Regions from separate parts of the Ovis aries genome. Here region 1 is linked to region 2. A link is a contact called in public Hi-C data. All regions are on one chromosome and are shown on one strand. The core of a region is the stretch at or near the end of the contact, and the rest is flanking DNA. Distances in the headings are between cores, read along the strand shown. Region 1 holds the start of TRIM21 (tripartite motif containing 21). Region 2 holds the start of TRIM68 (tripartite motif containing 68).

Region 1 (3,401 bases), core at 55-2,554, 260 kb after region 2:
ATGAGATGCACTGCTGAAGGCTCAGGTATGGCAGCAGTTTGGAAACCCCACTCTATGATATAAGAATGTTGTACCATAAATTCTGGTGCACATCTAAGATCAACAACTAATAGGTGATGGTATTTTTTATAGCCATTATAAACACACTCTTCAGAGAATAAAGAAGGGAGGTGGTTGCAGCTCCTATTTCCCTCAAACTAGTAACTCATTTACAGATCATTTTCTTTCCATCCCCCAACACAGGGCTCAGCCTTGTTCTAAGGGTCTAGTAAAGAAAGAAGTTCTTCCACCAGAGTAAAAACTCTGATTCTTATAAATAGGAATTTGCCACTACTCCCTGGCTCTTTGAGGTTTCTTGTGCTTGCTGCTGCTGCTGCTGCTGCTAAGTCGCTTCACTCGTGTCCGACTCTGTGCGACCCCATAGACAGCAGCCCATCAAGCTGCCCCTGGGATTCTCCTGGCAAGAACACTGGAGTGGGTTGCCATTTCCTTCTCTGATGCATGAAAGTGAAAAGTGAAAGAAGTCGCTCAGTCGTGTCCGACCCTCAGCGACCCCATGGACTGCAGCCTTCCAGATTCCTCTGTCCCTCGTATTTTCCAGGCAAGAGTCCTGGAGTGGGGTGCCCTTGCCTTCTCCGTTCTTGTGCTTAGTGGCTCAGTTGTGTCCGACCCTTTGAGACTCCATGGACTGTGGTGAAGTATACAACTGTGAACGTATTTAATGCCACTGAACTACACACTTGAAAACGGTTAAGATGGTAAATGTTATACGTACTTCACCATAATTTAAAATAATAATAAAACAACCTGAGAAAGTCCCTGGCTCAAGGATAAGTACACAGTTGTTGCCTCAATAAATGTCAAGTCCCTTCTTACCACTCACTGGTGTGATAATGCGCTGAGGTACTGTGGAATAAATTGCTCTCCCCCTGATGTTAAAAGAATATCAAGTCTCCTGAAAAGGAATTGTTTTTGGAAATAGGGAACAGAAGATGGCCTTTAGAGGAGACCTCCAGGCACCCCTGTCCATCCAAACCTCCTTTAAAGCAGCTCCCACACGAGGGCACAGCACGTAGGCCTGCATGGCTCCTCCACGCAGCAGATACGATGCTTCACTCTATTACACAATGAGGACACGGGAGGGAACGCAAAGCAAGGACTAAAGGCTGCGGAGCTTTCGCTCGCCCCAGCCTCCCAGAAGCTCCAGACTCTGGCGGCACCTCAACCCCTCCGCCTTCCTCCTCCCTTGGCCCCGCCCACTCTCCTCCCGCTCTGCCCGCCTCCCTTTCAGATTTGCGGTGGACAAGGAATCGAAAGTGAAATAAGGAAACGGCTGCCATCCACTGCGTCTCTTGAAAAGGTGAGTGAACTTGGCTAGACCGAGGTACCCCAGCTCTCCCTAGGGGACCTCTCTCCCCTGCCCCAGGTCTGAAGTGCCTCATCCAAGCCGTCCCCACCCCTAGAGATTTCGATCTCAGGTTTTCTTTCGCAACAGGTCTCCCTCAACCTTAACCCAGCAGTTTTTCCCCTGCAGCCTGGGAGGAGGCTGGGCTGTAAACCTGACTGGGATGTCCCCTGGAAGGAGCTCGGATTGCTCTGCTTCCGCCGGCACCTGAGCTGGGAAGAAAAACCAGGGAAACTGGGAGAACCAGGATGGCAACCTAGCTCAGGGGTGGTCCGGGAGCCCGGTGTGGGGGTAGGTCCGCGATCCCTGAGACTGCTGTCCCCAAAAGGCTCCCTCTGGAGGTGAGAGAGACAGGGTTGCTTAGGATATTAGAAAACTATGGGTCTGCGCCCTAGAAGAAACAAAGGCGGGGCCAGGTTCAGGGTAGCTGAGAGAAGAGCCCAGGAAGTTCTTAATAAACCTCACGCTTCTGTGTGTATGCACATACATATATACACACATATACATATGCGTGTGTGTGTGTGCTCAGTCGTGTCTGACTCTTTGCGACCCCATGGACTGTATGTAGGCCGCCAGGCTCCTCTGTCCACGGGATTTCCCAGGTAAGATACTGAAGTGGGTTGCCATTTCCTTCCCCAGGGGATCTTCCCAACTCAGGGATCAAACCTGCTGTCTCCTGTGTCTCCTGCATTAGCAGGTGGATTCTTTGCCACTTGCACCACCTAGGAAGCCCATGTACTTACGGATATACGTGTATCCTTATGAAAATATGTAAGCATAAATATAAATATTCTTATATATATTCATGTTACCGATGATTAGATAGATACCAATAACTCCTGCCTATTGCAAAGATTAATGAGAATGTATGTGAAGCATGTAGCACCTGGCACATGGAACGAGCACAGTCAATGGTCGCTACTGTTAAGATTAGCTTCTCAACAGAGTAGAAAACCAGTGGCCTGAGGCAGAAGATCAATAGGTAAAGCCTGGACTCTGAGCGGTTAAGCAGAGATGAACATGATGAAAGTCGAATTGTAAGCAGCTGTCTCTCAGGTTCTCAACAATATTTGCTATCTCTTGGGGACTCAGTGTCCCCTTCTGTCTGACTGGATCAGTGACCCAGACTATGGAAGAGGAGCACTATTCAGGTTGAGGTCCTTGTCTTTTCTTGTTTTCACTCCCTCCAGTTCACCCTCTCTCGTGGTTCCCTTTTCTTACCTGGCTCTTCTCTTCCGTCCCTTTCCTCTTCTCCCCTCACCGCAAGATCTCCCCAGCACTACCGAAGAGGAGCATCACCCCAATGGCTTCAGCCGTACCCTTGACAATGATGTGGGAGGAGGTCACGTGCTCTATCTGCCTGGATCCCATGGTGGAGCCTATGAGCATTGAATGTGGTCATAGCTTCTGCCAGGAGTGCATCTCTGAGGTCGGGAAAGAAGGAGGTAGCGTCTGTCCTGTGTGCCGGCGCCACTTCCTGCTCCAGAATCTCCGGCCCAATCGACAGGTAGCCAACATGGTGGACAACCTTAGGAAAATCAGCCAGGGTGCCAAGGAGGGCCCACACGGGGAGCTGTGTGTGGTGCACAGAGAGAAAATTCACCTCTTCTGTGAGGCAGATGGGAAGGCCCTTTGCTGGGTGTGTTCCCAGTCCCAGAAACACCGTGATCATCCCATGGTCCCTATTGAGGAGGCTGCTCAGGAGTACCAGGTGAGTCCTCAGCACAGAGGCAGGAACAGGTAAAAAGGAGATGGGGCCCTGTTGATGGCTTTGTTCCCCAGAGCTGGAAATGGGAGAGAGTTACCTGTGGGGCTGGGGAAAGAATAGGGGTCTCCTGCCTTCTATGTCTTATTTAAGGGGGAAATGGCAAGCTCAGCACAGTTTTCTCATTCTCACAGAGCAGGGATGTGCTATGGGAAAATGCTTCAAGAATCTTCTTCCCTTGTGGCCTCCTGCTTAATTAGGAACAAGCAGTGCCCCCACCCTTTGTACACC
Region 2 (3,455 bases), core at 717-3,216:
AGGCTACAGTGAAGCAATCAATTACACCAGTCTACCAAAAAACAATCATATTGCTGCTTGTTATCCATGCATGAATTGTTATAACTATAAATAAATATTAGTTTTTATGTTATCGTTTGATTTTTATGTCTAATATCAATAATATCTGTAACATCTACAGTGTTTTATATCATATAAGACAATATTGATGTAGGTGCATACTTTCTAAGTCACGTCAGTTGTGTCTGACTCTTTGTGACTCTAGGGACTGTAGAGGACAGGCTCTCTGTCCATGAGATTCTCCAGGCAAGAATATTGGAGTGGGTTGCCATGCTCTCCTCCAAGGATCTGGACCTGCATATCCTGTGGCTCCTGCATTGCAGGTGGATTCTTTACCACTGAGTCACCAGGGAAGCCCACTGAAGAAGGTACTGATAGATAATTCATCTTGTAAACAGATGTAAAGTTATGATGTCAATCAATATAGCATAGTAGAATAACTGCATTTTCTCCTCCTTATAATTTTCCTAATAGCATTTTTTCTCTAGTTTACTTTATCATAAGATTATAGTATATAATACAAAATATGTTGTTTATGTTATTGGTAAGACTTCAGGTCAACTGTAGGCTACTAGCAATTAAGGTTTGGGGGAGTCAAAAATTATACACAGATTTTTGACTGTACAGTTGGCCTCTGCAATGTTTAAAGGCCAACTTACAACCAGTTTGATTTGGAGTTTCTTGAACAGAGTCTGTGGCCTATGGTTATAATTCCAGAACCCAGCATAAAGTATAAAAAGTGAGTGGTCAAAAAATGTTGAAAGTGTCCTGTTTCAATTAATCCATTTATTATTCTGTTAGGCAGCCATGTCTCCAGATCCAAGTGAGATGTACGGTACAGCTCAGACCTCAACTACCTCTCTTTTTCTTTTTTTGTTCATGGCCTCATTAGTTTCAGGAATTTTCTGGGCCTCACCCTTCAGAATTTAAACCACGTCCTGAGCGCTGACTTGGCATGAAGATTCAGTCTATTAGTCCCAACAAGAAAATCATTTTGAACTAAGCTTCAACTGGGAGGATTTCCTGGTTATTTTCAATGCAAACAGTGTGTCCCTTTATTTGCTTATCCAGGAAACACTGAAGTATCAGGAAAAGGACAAGGTGCAGAGACTACAAAGAAATCATCGGCTTAAGTAGCAGTCTATGTGTTTCTTGAGGGTCGAGCACCCCCTTTTTTTTTTTTTTTTCAAATTTCCATAGCAGTTTCGAAAGAGGAATTCCACGTACACTCCGCCAGTTCCCACCATCTGTTTCTAATTCTAAAGCGGGGTTGTGGCAATAGTGATGAGAGGCTGCCTGCTGAAGTACTGAAGGATAAGAGCTTGCCTGAAAACCCAGGGTTTTTTAATGAGAAACCACCATCTAGAGCCAGGAGAGGTCGCTCATCTTGCAGGAAACTACAAAGTCCACTGCATTTTCAGTGCCCAGCCCTGCACTAAATTGGGTCACAGAACCAGACCTGGTTGATCTCATAGGGTGCTGAGTTTAACGTAGAAAACTTGCTAAGGAATACTATTAGGTCCAGGGCTACCCTGGAAGGAACAAGGTTCGCCCAGAGGAACCACTAGTCATCCAGAGCGGAAGCTAAGACGCAAGGGGTTCTTTGACCCGGGGGCTTGCTGAGCTTCTGCTACTGCCTAGCCTGAACGGCCTCATCCTGGAGTCTCACCCCTTCGACCGGTCCTCGACTGACTCCTGGGCCCTTCCACAGTTTAAAGGATTCTCAGTAGGGAAGGGGCCAGAAAAACAGAAAATACGCCGTCTGAGAGAGAGGTGGGCGCAGCCCTGTCCCCTTCTCCAACTGGCTAGGGTTCTCCCGATCCCTATCTGTGATTGGCTGCTTCCCCAAAGATGCCGCCGGTGGGGCGGATCCCGACGCCAGGTCCTGCACGCCATTCATTGGCTCCTTCCCGGTGGGCGGGGCCTCAGAGCGCTGCGGGAAAGGCGGCTGAGGAGCTGGACGCTGCTGGGGTCTTCGTCTCCGGGCCAGCGGTAAGTGCTTCTCTGGCAGGGCCAAGCGCTTCCGACGCTGCGGAGACTCGACCATGGGAACTAACTGGGCGTCTCCATTTTCGGTTTCCGCCTCGGAGCGCTAGTTCCGGCTGACGAGGGAGGTGGGTAGACAATTGTGCCTCTTCAGAGGTCCTGCAAGCGATCAGCCTTACTCTGCCCTCACCCGCCCTGTGCCCTGGCGCTCTGCCTGGCAGCCTGTGCCCCGGAAGTTACCATCCCCCTCTGCTGTCGAATCGCGGAGGTCACCGCCTCCGCACCTCCCTCTCTGGCCCCACGTCTCCAGTCTCTTTCAGGCTCCTCCCCCTTTCCCCTCAAACGTCTTTCCTTGAGGGCCCGGCTCTGCCAAACGCAAGGTTGAAGCAATTAAACGTTTGATAATTAAAGTTTTGTCCGAGTAATTTGTGTATAATAAAAACAAAATAATAAGGCAATAGCTACTAGCCCTAAATCCTTTATTGCAGAGACTTGCAGAGGCCATCCGGAGAAGGCAATGGCAACCCACTCCAGTACTCTTGCCTGGAAAATCCCATGGATGGAGGAGCCTGGTAGGCTGCAGTCCATGGGGTCGCGAAGTCGGGCACGACTGAGCGACTTCACTTTCACTTTTCACTTTCATGCATTGGAGAAGGCAATGGCAACCCACTCCAGTGTTCTTGCCTGGAGAATCCCAGGGACGGGGGAGCCTGGTGGGCTGCCGTCTATGGGGTCCTACAGAGTCGGACACGACTGAAGCGACTTGGCAGCAGCAGCAGCAGCAGAGGCCATCACTTAACTTTTTTATGTTTAGAGCTTTTTATGGCTCTCTAAATAATATGCTTCCATCCTATTTTCTTGATTTATCATTTTGGTATTTACCCGACTTCCCTTTTGCTACCATCTTCTCAGTTTTCAGTAGCTATTTTTATTCATTTGTTCGTCCTCATTTGTTCGTTTATCTGTGATAAATCATAGATATCAATGTCTGTTGTGTAGCTGGTATCTCTTGGTGCCCCTCCGTTTTAGATGAGGATGTTGATATTTCTTTCATATACAGCCTTCTAACAGCTGGACCTCAACATTTACATTTAATCCTCATGTATTCAAAAATATTTGAGCACTGTTTTTGGCATTGAGGATATGGTAGTAAACAGACTATGTCCCTATCCTCATGAAACTTGTACTGTGGGAAGTAAGACACATAGATGTCAAATGACATTCAGAGCAGGAATTTGGAGGTCATTTCAAGCTGGAAGGACAGCAGGATTCCAAGTGGGGTGGAAGAATGGATATGGGGGGGTCTGCAAGAAAGTGGAAATTTCCCCTTTTACTTGCCAGGGCTGTTTCAGGGTCAAGAGGGAGCTTGCTGTTGGAACGAGGGCTGGAGAACCAGGATAGCCTGTTGGGTAGGTTAGTGACAGTAAGAC

Evidence for each region. A called contact is a pair of places that touch in the nucleus more often than the background predicts.
Region 1: a contact with region 2 is called in a Hi-C map of liver, with 3 times the contacts expected there. The contact joins the promoter of TRIM21 here to the promoter of TRIM68 in region 2. A contact is called at or near these places in 3 of 16 Hi-C or Micro-C datasets (blood, liver and tail adipose tissue).

Annotation. Positions count from the first base shown.
Region 1 is chr15:49,571,310-49,574,710 of ARS-UI_Ramb_v3.0, forward strand. It overlaps TRIM21 (tripartite motif containing 21), which reads left to right and starts at 1,305. Exons shown (of 7, transcript XM_060399397.1): 1 at 1,305-2,007; 2 at 2,673-3,116. The coding sequence starts at 2,709.
Region 2 is chr15:49,308,287-49,311,741 of ARS-UI_Ramb_v3.0, forward strand. TRIM68 (tripartite motif containing 68) reads left to right here and starts at 1,967. Exons shown (of 6, transcript XM_012095952.4): 1 at 1,967-2,031.